2 separate regions of the Rattus norvegicus genome follow, and region 2 is linked to region 1. A link is a contact called in public Hi-C data. All regions are on one chromosome and are shown on one strand. The core of a region is the stretch at or near the end of the contact, and the rest is flanking DNA. Distances in the headings are between cores, read along the strand shown. Region 1 holds the start of Asap2 (ArfGAP with SH3 domain, ankyrin repeat and PH domain 2). Region 2 overlaps Asap2 (ArfGAP with SH3 domain, ankyrin repeat and PH domain 2).

Region 1 (7,333 bases), core at 3,342-5,841:
AGTAGTAACTGATCTCCCCCTCTTCCTGGATGAGTGAGGAGATGATTAAATGTTGATGTCAGCATCCATGAGCATATTCAGATGAGCTTCTGCTTCTGTTGAAAAGGATGCTGTGTTTGATTGTGGTCCGAAGCTTTGAAGCACTACTTGGCATCTCCTTCCTTGGAGGTCTCACTGTTTTAACATAACAGATTTGATAGCTTGTTGGTAAGGTGAGGTCCAGCTTGTCTCCACTAGGTCATCTTCATGTGAATCTGGTGGTTATACGGTTTTGTTCTAGGGATATTTCATTTTTTAAATAACGGTTTTAGCTGACATTCATGGAGAGAATGAATCCTTAGAAGTGTGCCACTAGTGAAAGGAAATCCTGTCTAGAGTATGTTTCTTTACAAAGCTGTGTCACACCATCCTTTGGGCCCTCTGCTGGAAAAGTAGAATCAAGTCTCAAATAATGCCTTTTAAATTGTATCCTCTAGTATTATAGATGTAGGACAGTACTGTATCATACCTCTGTGGATGTAAAATAGCTTGTACCTGCTTTATGATACGTAGTAGTGACCGTGCTTTATCAGAGCTGTTTTTAATGATGTTGCTCAGAATGTTTTCTTTCCAGATGATGATTGAGAAGCTAATTTAAAAAAAAAATGGTGCCAGGTACCACAAGAGTAACAGAACTGTGCTGTTTTCTCGGGTTTTGTTTTTTTACTTTTTTTTTTTTTAATGGAGTGTGCTGGATGTCTCTACAGTTTTGTTCAGATGACTGCAGAACCTGGAAAAGCTGTTGCTGCTGTTGATGCATAACACACTGCTATTATTGGTCTTTTTATATAAATATAAATATATATATACAGATATATAATTTGAATTTTTTGAAACTTTACCTGTGCTGTCAACTTTCGAAAAAAGTATCCCCGTTTACTGTGTTGAGTTGGCACTGTACAGAAATTAACAGCCATATTGGTCTAGAAATGTTGAACTTAAGTTTTTCCATTTGTACAGGGGTAACACACTGTATGAAATATGTAAGGTCTTATATACGTGGGTTTGATTACAAAAACTAATAAAGTATTCTCTAAAAAAAAAAAAAGGTATGGCCACCACACCTAGCTAGGATCCATTTTTTTTTTGTTTGTTTGTTTTTGTTTTGGTTCTTTTTTTCAGAGCTGGGGACCGAACCCAGGGCCTTGCACTTCCTAGGCAAGCGCTCTACCACTGAGCTAAATCCCCAACCCCAGGATCCAGTTTTTAAAAATAACTCACAGTGGTAAAATTGATCTGAAACGAACTCATAATGAATTTACACATAGTTCTCGCTTATCCAAACTTCTGTGATAACAAACCCTTTCTCTCTCTGCTACTGTTCTGATGTGGTTTGACCCTAATGGTTCACGTGTTGGAGCCTTGGCCTTAGTGTCGTGGTGGGGCTGAGGTGGGGTCTAGGAGGAGTTAGGCCACTGAGGGTGCTATTCTTGGAAGCAATAAAGGTAGTTTTGTTGGGATCTTCATTAGTTTTCATTAAAGAGAGTTCTAAAATAGAGAGTTTGATGTCTGTCTCTCTGGCTTCCAGCCTGTGATCAATCTCACACATAAATAATTTCAACATTATGCTACCACCTACCATGAAGCCACATGGAAGGGGCTGCTTGATCCTAGACTATGCACCTCTGTCCTAGTTTGTTTTCTGTTGCTGTGATAAAACACTGATTAAAAAGAACTTGAGGAAGGAAAGGATTTATCTGGGCTATAGGTTATAAACCATCATTCAGAAAAGCCAAGGCAAGAACTGGAGGCAGGAGCTGAAGGAGAGGCCATGGAGGAATGATACTTACTGGCTTGCCTCTTCCTTGGCTTGCTCAGCCCTTCTTACATAGCCCAAGCTCACCTGCCTAGGGATGGTGCCACCCATAGTGGACTGGGCCCACCTACATCAATTAATAGTCACAAATGTCATACAGACATGTATGCATCCCAATCTGATGGAAATAATTCCTTAATTGAGATTCCCCTTCCAGTTATATCTAGGTTTGTGTCACGTTGATAAAACTAACCAGGGCAGCCTCCAAAGCCACTAGCTAAATTCCTCCCCTCTTCCTTCCCCTTGCTGTTCTTGTTTTCTTCCAATGTGAGAGATGAACCCACAGGTTCTATATACTCCAGACAAGTACTAGTAATCTACCACTAGGTGACATCCAGCCAACCTCTTCTTCTTCACAAACTCTCCAACCTCAGGTATGTTATAGCAACAAAAACAGACCAATACACCCAAGGTAAAAAAAAAAAAAAAAAAAGAACTGTAGTCTTTTATATAAAAAATATAGGCTCAAATACATATGGAGTCATAATATCTCAGATTTTAATATTTTTTTTTTGGTTCTTTTTTTTTCGGAGCTGGGGACCGAACCCAGGGCCTTGCGCTTCCTAGGTAAGCGCTCTACCACTGAGCTAAATCCCCAGCCCCTCAGATTTTAATATTTAACATAGTTTTACATGGTATACATTTTGAACCAATCCCTAATGGGATCTAGAACATTTATATTTTACAGTAAAATGTAACTGTTTGTATGATATGAGATAAACAAGATTATATATTGCCTCAATTCAGTTTCAGGACAATTTTTTTTTTTTTGGTTCTTTTTTTTTTCGGAGCTGGGGACCGAACCCAGGGCCTTGCACTTCCTAGGTAAGCGCTCTACCACTGAGCTAAATCCCCAGCCCCGACAATTTTTTTTTCATTAAGAATTATTATATATATTTTTTGAGACAAGGTTTCTCTGTGTAGAGCCCTGGCTTTCCTGGAACTCACTGTGTAGACCTGGCTATCCTTGAACTCACAAAGATTCACCTGCCTCTGACTCCTGAGTGCTGGGGTTAAAGGTGTGTGACACCATGCCCAGCAAGAATTATTTTTAAAAATAGATATTTTCAGGTATTTTTTAAAATAAACATAATGGTGTCCAGGCCTCTAATGGTAATATCAGCATCTTCTTCTCTTGATGCATTAAAAATGTGTAAATGAAGGGTGGGGAGGTAGCTTATTGGTGGATCACTTGTTCTAGGCCTTGGATTCAGTCCTCAGTACCAAGGACTTACGGGTGGGAAGAGAGGGAGTGTGTACTACAGCACAGTACTCTGGAGGTATACACGCCAAGACAGGTGTGTTCCCAAGACACGGAATGAATGGAGGTTCACACGGGTAGAAGGTGGCAGTGAGATGCTGAGCTCTGGGATTGCAGTTTATTGCCCAGCGCAGGAATAAAAGCTACCCACCGGCACGGCTATTTTTGAAGACTGAACTTATTCACGCACAGTGCTAGTAAAATACCAGAAGCCATACATAATGTCTGACCCCAGCTGCCACCTCATACAGCAAATTTGTCCATGGGAGCCTTTAAAAAGATTGACTGGTCTACTGTCCTATGGCAGCAGGAGACCACTTTTATCTCCCATGTTGGGTTTACAATGGCTCTCACACTCCCTCCTTTTCTGACACACAAAAGGGTTTTGTAAAGTTTCTCTAGGCTGTATTGTTGGCAGCTGCAGTAACCATGCCTCAAGCCTCGGGGAGTTATAGGGTGTGATTTTTGACTAGTGTCTTGAGAACCTCTGGATTTTAAAATACAGCTGAGAATTTCCATAGGCGATATAGAGGAAAATGTACTAATTCAGATGATTTATTGACCCAGTCTTGTTCGTGATCGGCCAGCTGCGGGTTGGAGTACTCTCTCTCTCTCTGAGAACCATCAGGTACAATAACACCCTTTATCTCATGCTCTACCTCTGGTTCTTTTGGGTACCCCCCACTTCTGATAGCAATATCAGTGTGTTCTGCAATCTTCTCAGGGTGAAGCTTGGCCTAGCACCCTAAAATTGTTTACACGTAACTGGGAGTATCCCTAATTCTACAAGCTTAAGGAATATGATGTTTACTAGGGCCTGGAAGTATTCTTCCAAGTCGAAGGCCATGGGTTTGAACTCCCGTTCCACCTATACCAGGTGATCTATGGTCAACTTCCCATGCAAAATACCCATCTTTACCCCTGGCTTCTTAAGGCTGTGAGGAGGCGCACAGACAGAAAGAACATTATTATTGCATCCCAACCTGTCCCTGCGACCAGTCCCGCTAGGGTGCCCTGGAGGATTTCACCGTCCTGTAGGGGGCGAGCTACCCACACTGTCTACACTAGCCCTTCCCTGATATGCTGGTGGGGAATTCAGGGGGTTGTTAGCCCAGGGGTGGAACTGGGGAGCAAAAGAGTGGGCTCCCGTCCAGCCCGGAAGCCGGTGTCCCCGGTACCTGTCCACGCCCTCTGGGTAATGTGGCTAGGGCTCAAGGAGGGTGCGGGGTGGGGGACGGGCACCGCAGCTCAGGATAGGGCGCGCCCTCGAACCATTGCACGCCCCGAAGGCAGACACAATGCGGCGGCCCGCAGCGGCTGACCGGCCCGGAGCGCACACCGCCCTCCTTCCTGCGGCCTCCGCTTCCCGGCGGCGCGGTGGCGGCGAGCGCGCCGATTGGCGGCCCGGCCTGCGCCCCGCCCCGCCCCGCCGGCCACCGCCCCCTCCCCGGCCGGGACCCGCCCCTCTCCGCGGGAGGCGTTGGGGCCAGCGGCTGGGTGGCGGGCAGTTCCCGCCGGCTGTGCGCGCCCGCGTCTGGGCTCGCTCGGAGAGGACGCGGCGGCGGCGGCTCCTGAAGCACAGCGGGCAGAGCTGCGGGCTGCGCGCGCCCCTGCTCCCACCGGGCGTCCCGCGGTGGCTCCCGCGTCCTGCGGCGGCTCCCGCGCCCCGCGCTCCCCTTTGTCCGCGGCCCGGAGCGGCGGCGGCGGCGGGGTCGGAGCCCGCGCCCTGGGCGACTGAGGCGGCGGCGGTCCGCGCCCCGGCGCCGCGGCGATGCCGGACCAGATCTCCGTGTCGGAATTCGTGGCCGAGACCCATGAGGACTACAAGGCGCCCACGGCCTCTAGCTTCACCACGCGCACGGCCCAGTGCCGGAACACCGTGGCGGCCATCGAGGAGGTGAGTGGTAGCCTCGGCTGCGCGGGGCGGGAGGCTAGGGCCGTGGGGATCGCGCTGCGCCCTGGGGACCCGCTAGGCTTCGGCGCCTGGTGCCGGATGCCTAGTGCCCGCCGCCTGCGCCCATACCCGGGAAAAGTTTCTGGTCCCCCAGAGCTGGACGCGGCCGGGCCAGCAGTGCCCGACACAGAAGCCCTTTGTTCCCTGAGAGGTGGCTCTGGGGAGAGGCTGGTTGGCCACCTTGGGCCTTTTTGGCGAACCCTCCTGTCTGCTCCCATTTCACTCGCAGGGTTTCAGGTCCTTTGCTCCCATCCTTGGAGAGGTCAACTTCGGCTGCGGAGTCCGTGGCGGCTGCGAGCCGGGACCCCTGCGAGCTCTGCGGCCCTGGAGTGATGGGTCCCCCTGCGCGGACCTCTCCAACTTGTTCCAGAAGTGGCCCGGCGGGGGCAGCTGTGCGTTCTGAGCCAACAAGCAGAGCAGATCCAGGGGACCCCCAAGCTTCTTAGGCAAGGGTGCCCATCCCAGCTTGGGAGGCCTGGCAGTTCCCACTGCGTGCCGCAGAGCAGCGCTGCGGAGGGATGTGGAGAACCAGCGCTTTGAGGTTCAAAACGCCCTTGTTGGCCGCTCCTGAGCTACCTGTGTGGTGCCTGTTGACAGTATGGTCAGCTCTTTTGCCCTTAACCTGAAAAAGGCCTGATTTTAGTAAGGGTTTTGAAGGTGCATAGTCATCGTATTGAGTGGCTAAGCAGCGAGCTCTCCAGATCCCGGGGAAGAGGGATGGCAAGAATGAAACAGCTTGGTTTGAAAATTGAAGCAGGCTTGGAAGAGGCTGTGTGAGTCCAGGGACCACGGCTGATCGTGGCTTGGGACAGCCTCACTTCCATCATTTTCTTTACCTCCCAAACAGAATTTACAGTTGCATGTTTTCAGCTCCTTAGGCTTTGTGTATCCAGCTGGACTCACAATCGGTAGCTGGAGTCCGAGACACACACGTGTAGCAGTAGTGAACTGATGAGTAGATTTCCTTTGGCCAGAATTTTAAGATCAGGGTAAGATGTAGATATTTTAAAATACCTGTGCCAGAGGTTGGGGGAGGGGGAGGGGTTGGTCTTCAGAGAGCTTTTAAATTAAGCTATGTCATTACATCGTTTCCCCTTGCTTGAACAAAGCATTCGCTATTAAGCTTCGTTTGGGGAAAAAAAAAAAGCCTGGACTATTTTTTCTTTCGTGTAGAATATGTTTCTTTGTAGACACACACAGTTCAGACTAGACTCAAGGAAAAATACTGGGATCAGCATCCTGCTACTGGAAGTATAGCTAATATCCGCTGTCCCCCTTTGGCCCCCACCCTTTCTTTTCTCTCACCCCTCTTCCAAAAGATCTGCTTGGAAGTCTTTTGTGGTGAGTTCAGTGAGTGCAGATTGCCTTAGTCTGCTTTTGTTAGCATGGTCTTTAGATGTCAACGATGCCTTTAGACAAGGCAGGTTGGAGATGAGGCATGTGGAGCCCCTCCCCCCACGAGTGCCAAGTTGAAAAGCACTGGGAAAATAGTCAACAGTGTTCTGAAAATACATCATTAATGCTTCTAAGAATGACGGCATTCAAAAAGGTAGGAGTCCTTCTGTGGGAAGGGCGCGCGCTGTGTGCGATGTCCTCAAAAGAAAACTCTTGTTTATGAAGTTACCATGCTTCTCTCACGGTATCGGATCCGTTAAGTATCATTAATACTGGTAGATGTTGGCCAGCCAGACAAATAGGAGCTGCAATTAAAGTTGGCATAGCCTCTCTCTGATTAATTTTAGTTTCTAGTGGATGAACCCAAAGCTGCTTTTGCATGCAGTGCGGGAGATTACCCAAGAGCTCAGTTACTGAGTAGATTAAAGAGAGACTGGATTTGGTCATTTTGTTAAATTGCAGGCTTGCTCCACTTGGTCTCCTAAGCAGAAAATGGATTTGAGTTGGAAACAGGGGAAAATTGAAATCATTGTAGGCTTATCTCATTTTTAAGTAAACCCAGCTTCCACTGTAGGATAATGGCGTGTCTGAACTTAGAGTTGGAACTAATTTGAAAGTTGAAAGGACTCAGCGTGGATTACTTAAAATAATGCTTTCTTTCTCCTCTTAGATTATTTAATGTTCTCTTCCAGTACGAAAAGTTGTTCTCTGTCTACTGTAATAACACACTATATTCATAATACTTGGATTTTCAGCAGACATCTTTTTTATGGTGGGATGAGACATCAGAGTGGTTTTTGTGACCCACAAAAAGTTTCACATTTCATAGAAATACGACTAAAAAATATAAGTCGCTGGCCTTCTACTT
Region 2 (7,333 bases), core at 1,413-3,912, 83 kb after region 1:
GATGACTCTCCCAGCGAGCCGTGGATGCAGCAGCACCACTGAAAACTGAAGATGGAGCAGTACCTTTAAATCCTGAGGAAAACATGGCTCTGCCCAGATGAGCTTGAGCTTGAGCATGGGGTTAAAGATGCTCTCACACTCTCAGGCTCCCAGGTATCACTTCTCCAAGCTCCTGCAGGAAGTGATTTGGCAAACGAAGAGGGAAGCAGGAGAGGAGGACTTGGAGTTAGGGTGGGTAAGTGGGCAGTGAAGGCAATCTGAGGAGGACAAGAGCAGCCTGCTAGGCTCAGGTGGGGATGCTGGAGGCAGGTGGGGAGGCGCGCTCTCTCTCTCTCTCTCTCTCTCTCTCTCTCTCTCTCTCTCTCTCTCTCTCCCTCTCTCCCTCTCTCCCTCTGGACTTTCTCAGCTAGATTTTGTGTACACTAAAACCAGCCAGATACTTTCCCACTCTTCAACTCATCCAATCCTTATACCAGCCCTGTGAGTGGAGTCAGGTTCACACCGGATGTCTAGATCTGATAACGTAGGCCCTGATAGTATACAGAACTGAAATCTCTCTGTGGAGGGTCAGAGTGCTCGGCCGTTCTGGAGCGTGTTCTGCTAATAAAGAAAGGGCATACCTGTGGGGCTGGAGAGACGGCTCAGCGGTTAAGAGCACTGACTGCTCTTCCAGAGGTCCTGAGTTCAAATCCCAGCAACCACATGGTGGCTCACAACCATCTGTAATAGGATCTGACCCTCTCTTCTGGTATCTGAAGAGAGTGATGGTGTACTCACATACAGAAAATAAATAAATCTTAAAAAAAAAAAAAAAGAAAGAAAAGAAAGGGCACCTGCGGCGTGCCGCACCTCAGGGTCTGCAGTTCCTCGCACAGGCAGTTGCTCAGTCAAGTGAAAGCATTTCTTCTCCCTGCCTTTTATTTTCTGTAAGAGCAAGGAGGGAACCAGAGCAGGGCAGGACCAGGATGTTGTGTCTGGAACATTGCTCACCAATAAATACTGCAGCTTTGCCATTGCAGTGTTTGGGGGAAAAAAAAATCACTGAGTCCAGTTGCTGTCAGACTCTGTGTGGAGTGGACGTCCCAGAGGGTGGCACATGGTTAGCATCCACAGTGTGGCAAGTGTGGGCATGAGAGACCCTCTGTTTCCTTTGCTTCTGGTGGCTGCAGCGCAGGAGAGTCTGTCCTACCCAGGTCCTGAACGTGGGACGCGTGAGCTAAGTGATGTCTGGGGCCATAGCAGACGAGGGACTGAGTTAGGATTCAGAAGGAATCCAAACTCATGGGGCTTTCTACTGCTGACACCCAAGGAAGCTGCTTGGTAGCATTTGGAGGGACAGAGGATGGAACCTAGGAGGAAGTAATGGCGGGTAAAGCCGTCAGAGACCGTGAAGGCTGGTTTTTCTGCTCGGACAACAGCCTGCTTTGCATGGCCAGCATGGAGGTGAATTGCACACATGAGGGGACTTGCAAAGTGCCGCACGGCGCGTAGGTGGTCGGTTGGAGTTGTCGTGACCTGTGAACTTGCGCACCCTGGCCCTGGTAACTTGGAAGACTCACGTGGCTCGCTCTAAGTTTCAGAACTTCCACATCGTGGAGTGTGGACTGTTGGTCTTACTCTCCTGCGAAGATAAAGGCAGAGACAAATCTTCTTTGAGCCTAAATCAGTATTCACCAGGCATGGTGTGGATGCTGTCAACCCTAGGGGTGCTGAGCCACAGCCTAGGAACTGAGTGGGAGAGCTCACCTTTTTTGTGGGGGGGAGGATTGGGGGTATTTTCAAAGTCTTGTTTTTTTATCACACCTGTCCCATCTCAGGTTTTCAGGGTCTTTTCTTTGATCTCCCACAGACCATTTAAGAAGCAGTTCAGTGTAGGTGAGCTTCTCAGCTCCGCCTCTTTCCAGAAAGAGTAATAATTACTACCTGACTGTTTGGAGGCCCGGAAGGATGCTTCTGAAGCAGTTGGAACAGCTCCAGGGAAGACTGACTCAGTATGAAATGAGATTTTTTTTTTTTTTGGTTCTTTTTTTCGGAGCTGGGGACCGAACCCAGGGCCTTGCGCTTCCTAGGTAAGCGCTCTACCACTGAGCTAAATCCCCAGCCCGAAATGAGATTTTCTTCTGAACGACTGACACTCTCACCCTTAAAAAGCCCGAGCAGCTGGGGTTGGGGATTTAGCTCAGTGGTAGAGCGCTTGCCTAGGAAGCGCAAGGCCCTGAGTTCAGTCCCCAGCTCCGAAAAAAAGAACCAAAAAAAAAAAAAAAAAAAAAAAAGCCCAAGCAGCCAAGCAGAGTAAAGGGAGAAACCAGGCATCTTCAGAAATCTAACATCACGACATTAAACAGGTCATAAAGACAGCCTGGGTTCTTAGATTCATCCTGGAGAGATTTCTCCGAGGACCACTTCTGTGACGAGAAGGGACTTTTAAATGACAAGCTTCAAACCAGGACTGACTTCCACAAGGTCAGCTGCAGATAAACGCTCTCATCTCTGATTGCAGAGAATTGGAAGTAGACAAGCCTTTGTAGTCACAGAACCTACTCAATCAAGTAAAGACCAGAGTCCAGCAGAACAGCAGCCAGGAAGGCGGGGCCAAGGGTGGAATTACAGTGTGAGAGCCACTGTGGCCCTGAGCTGAGGAATTTCCATTTCTTCATACCAAAAGAGGAACCGGGAGTTCCACCAAACATCTCCTCCCTTTATCACCACTGCTCTGAGCATCTGCCTAGAGTTAGAAGATGACATAGCTTCAAGTGAAGCCAGCTAACGGGCTCTGCTTGGCTGAGCAGCAGCAGGTAGTTTTAGTACATGCTGGGCCTGGCAGCCCCTGCCCCACCTCACCTAGAAGAGAGGCTCCCTCTCATAGAGGTATCCCGCAGTACCTACCTTTGCCCCATAAATACTGGGATTCAAGGTGTGCACCACCATGGCAAAGTCTGAGAAGGAGGGATAGGCTACCTAGGCTCCCTGGGAAGGGAGGAGAACTGAGACAAATCCCAGGAGCAGGCTGGGTACTTGCTGTATACAGCTGGTGCTGTATGGGCCAGTGGGCTCCACAGTGCCTGTCTTTTATCATCAGCACCTACTGTGTGACTTGCAGGCTACTAGCAGTCCCCGGAGTCCTAGCAGCCTCACCAGCGGTCCCTCTCTTATTCCTGTGTGAAAGCTGCCAGTGCATTTTTGGTAGCTGGCTTTGTTTAGGTTTTTAAGTTTATGTTAAATACTCAGCATGGGCTTCCTCTACTCTTTTTAATTAAATAAACTTATCAAGATGACTCTTATGCCAGAGAGACAGGATAAAGGGCATCTGCCCACTAGGCTCCCCTGGAGCACCCCCAACCCTGTGTGTGTGTGTGTGTGTGTGTGTGTGTGTGTGTGTGTATGTGTATGTGAGTGTGTGTGTGTGTTTGTGTGTGTATGTGTGTGAGTCTGTGTATATATGAGTGTGTTTGTGTGTGTGTATATATGAGTGTGTGTGTGTATGAGTGTATGTTTGTGTGTGTATGTGTGTGAATGTGTATATATATGAGTGTGTGTGTGAGTGTGTGTATATATGAGTGTGTGTGTGAGTGTGTGTATATATGAGTGTATGTGTATGTGAGTGTGTGTTTGTGTGTGTGAGTGTGAGTGTGTGTATATGTGAGTTTGTGTGAGTGTGTGTATATGTGACTGTGTGTATGAGTGTGTGTGTGTGTGTGAGTGTGTGTGTGTGTGTGTGTGCGTGTGTGTTAGAAAGACTAAGGCGTCAGTATCCAGGGACAGTGTTCTTTACCAAGAACAGAAGTGGGCCAGACAGTTTTGCTTAGGAAGGTTCAGGTGTGTGCATATATGGGATGCATATATGATGGCCGTCTTGCATGCAAGGGTATGGATCATAAGGAAGCCTGGTGGGGATGGCTCCTTCCACATCAGATGGGAGTAGCTTAATTGGAAGGACAGAGATGCTTTGAACTGTTCTCACTGTGAACCTATTTAAAAAACAAAAACAAAAACAAAGCAAAACAAAACAAAAAACAACCCTCTGGCTTCACAGTTCTTGGCCTGGCCCTATCCATTCCTAGTTGTGTGATCTGGGAGACAAGGTGAATGCCCTAAACCCTCCCACCCCCACCCCCCACCCCCACTCCCACCCCCATCCCCACCCCCACCCCCACCCCCCACCCCCACCCCCACCCACCCCCTGTTCCCAAACCTTGTCAATGGAGAGAATAAGGCGTACCGTACCTCTCAGGATGGTTGTGACGGTTAAGTGAGATGAAATGCCTGACCTGTGCCGCTTTTTGATATATTCCAGCCATTTCTTCTCCAAAATTTTCTGCTTGGATGCCCATTCTTTCAGACAGGCAGCGTTGAGAAGGAACACAGAGAACTCTCCTTTGAGCCCTCGGGTGTACTTCTGCCAGGGCCTTTGTGTTAGCCACTCCCTCTGCCAAGAGTGTTCCTCTACCAGACTCTCATGGTTTTCCGTCTTGCATACTTCAAACTTGGCTCAACTATCACCTCGTAAGAAGGGCATCCTGGAAGAGTCCCTGCCCCAAACATGATCACAGCATCGTTGTGTGTTGTTCTGATAGTCACACCTGTACGGGGAGCAGCTTGACAGTCTGTCAACAGCAGGACGAACGAATTGTGTCTGTGCCCTGGGTTAGACCTTAGCATTAAGGAGGAAGGGACTATGGGCAGATAGATCGGCATGAATGAGTCCCAAGGAAATGACGCTCAAGGAGCCAGACAAGAAATGCTGGGAAGTTGAAAGCTTTCCTTTGGTGTGGGGCAGGGGAGGAGTCAGCTGGAGACCAGGAGTGAACACTTAGCAACTTTGGGAGATGATTGGTTTTGTGCATCAGATATTGGCACGGTTTCATGGGTGTTATAACCTTCATTTTATTTCCTAACACGTTTTTAAATGTGTGTGGTTTGTGGTATGAGTTACACCTCAGAAGGCCTGCATAATAAATTTTATACCATTCCTGAAAGCATTGGCATCCGGAAGAGCTTCTTCACCGAGAGAGATGGCTAGGCCATAAGCCACGGGAAGAATTTACTCCTGACATAAGGCTCAGTTGTGTATGTGTGGAGAGGCACAGGCAGTTGTCATCCATTCTGTACATCATGCTGTCCCCTAGTATCATATCACACAAACATTCTAGATCCTGGGCCCAGAGAGACAGGTGGCTCTCCAGGGTGTGGCATGGGGCAGGGGTGAGACGAGTATGTGGGCCAAGGTCGCAACAGGCAGAACTAGAGTTAAGGAGTTTTAAGGCCAAAAAGTAAAAATAGTTAGGGTGGATGTCTTAATTAGGGTTTCATTGCTGTGAAGAGACACCACGCCCAAGGCAACTCTTATAAAGGACAACATTTAACTGGGGCTGGCTTACAGGTTCAGAGGTTCAGTCTATTATCATCATGGCAGGAAGCATGGCAGCATCCAGGCAGTCACGGTGCTGGAAGACCTGAGAGTTCCACATCTTGATCCAAAGGCAGCCAGGAGAAGACTGACTTCCAGGCAGCTAGGAGGAGCATTTTAAAGCCCACCACCATGCTGACACAATTCCTCCAACAAGGCCACACCTACTCCAACAAGGCCACACCTCCTAATAGTGCCACTCCCTGGTCCAAGAATATTCAAACCACCACAGTGGGCAGCCGGTAAAGGTGGTATTTGCAGATACAGTGCCACACCCTTGTAGTTATTATCTGGTGTTACCATAATGGATGCTCTTGACCTCTCCCCATTGTGTGCCCCTGCCTTGCTGGCCCATGTACTTTATTTGTACTTAGGAGATAGATTATAGACTTTTACTTCCAGTTAACTCATCTTGTCCAAATGAACTCAGGAAAGACTAGAAGAGGGGAGAAAAAAGGGAAGGGCTGTTATTTTAGAAGATTGTATATTAGCTCACAATAGTTATAACCTCGATTAAGTGGTCATTGTATTCAGGAGTGCTTGCCATTTGAAAGGCATTTTACAATACTAGTTTACAGCAGAGAAAAATGTTCTCAGTCATTGCCTGAGGTTAAGTTAATCCTTGCCTCAGTGTTTGGGCCAAGGTGTTCATCTCTGCCCAGAAAAATCTTGGCAATGGTGTGTTTAACAGCTGCCTATGTTAGATCGGGGTTGATTGAGGCAACTTGAAAATAACAGAGAGAGGAGACAGGCCTGTACGGAAGTAGGTTGTCCTTTAAGGAGAATGAAAAAGGACAAGTGGTCTCTTGAGGATAGAGGCTGTGTGCCCTAGGGGTGGAGATGGTGTGCCCAAGCACATGGGGCTTGGGGTTATTACCTGGTAGAAAAGGGGACTTTGGGGGTGGAAGATTCCATCTGCAGATCTATTCCCTGCAGTCTCAAAGCTGTCAGTACCAGAGGAGGTTGGTCTGTTGGTCTTTTCAGGAGGTCTCTGGATCCTAACATCCTCAAGGAAGGTGTTATCCCTGTGTTGGCGTTCCTGTCCAGGAGTTTCTCCGCTTGTCTGAGGTTGTCTGAGTTTCTAGCTCATTCGCTTGTGTACATGCAGCAGAGGCTTCGGTCTTGATGCCTTCATGCCAATACACATGGAGGAGCAGGGGGAGCACATGACTCCCAGGGAAGCCACCAGTGGAGGCACTGTTACAGTTCTACATTTCCGTTTTGACTTTTATTTTTAAGGTTTATTTTAGTCGTGTGTGTGTGTGTGTGTGTGTGTGTGTGTGTGTGTGCGCGCGCGCGCATGTGCGTGCACATATCTGGATACCTGAGGAGGCCAGGTAGTGACTCCTGGAGGCAGCTGGAGATTCATACAGGTAGCCGTGAGTTGGGTGCTGGGCACTGAAATCAGGTCTTCTGCAAGAACAGATTGTGGGTGTTCTTAACTATCCTTCTAGCCCAGTTTCTTCTTCCAGCAGGCAACATAAACAGCCTATTTAAGGTATATTTTCCATATCATAAGAACTACCTATATAAATGGGTTAGTGCTTTCTGGAACCTTCCTAAAGCTGAGCCTCTTGCCGTGTCCCAGTTTTAGGGAATCCCACCCCGACTCCACCCTGCTTTTGCTCTGATAGTTAATCTCATCTCCCCAGCTTAAGTCAACACTTACCTGTTTTCTGCCTCTCTTCTTATAACTCAATTTTGATCAGAAAAACAAGTTTGTCCTCTCAGTCAACTTGACTAAGGCCAAGAAGAAAACTTTGTGAATAGAGTTGAGACTGCTTTGGCAGGCCTGGCACCCATGCTTCACCTTCCAGTAGCTGACATGGCAGCCTCCTTGCTGTGACTACCCCCACCTGCAGCAGCACCTCAGCCCACCCCCCCACCCCCCCACCCCGTGCCCTTCCATCCACCTGGGGAACACTG

What was found. A called contact is a pair of places that touch in the nucleus more often than the background predicts.
Region 2: a contact with region 1 is called in a Hi-C map of kidney, with 2.5 times the contacts expected there. The contact joins the enhancer-like site here to the promoter of Asap2 in region 1. A contact is called at or near these places in 2 of 12 Hi-C or Micro-C datasets (kidney and liver).

The regions. Positions count from the first base shown.
Region 1 is chr6:46,382,014-46,389,346 of GRCr8, forward strand. It overlaps Asap2 (ArfGAP with SH3 domain, ankyrin repeat and PH domain 2), which reads left to right and starts at 4,592. Exons shown (of 27, transcript NM_001108704.2): 1 at 4,592-5,013. The coding sequence starts at 4,888.
Region 2 is chr6:46,466,474-46,473,806 of GRCr8, forward strand. All of the region lies in intron 3 of Asap2 (ArfGAP with SH3 domain, ankyrin repeat and PH domain 2), which reads left to right. Among named protein-coding and RNA genes, the nearest start is that of Asap2, 84 kb to the left of the region's middle. Within about 2 kb of position 2,663, at least 24 of the 93 cell types and tissues checked have an H3K27ac peak or open chromatin away from gene starts, as enhancers often do. A contact at or near this core is called in kidney, where this site is marked.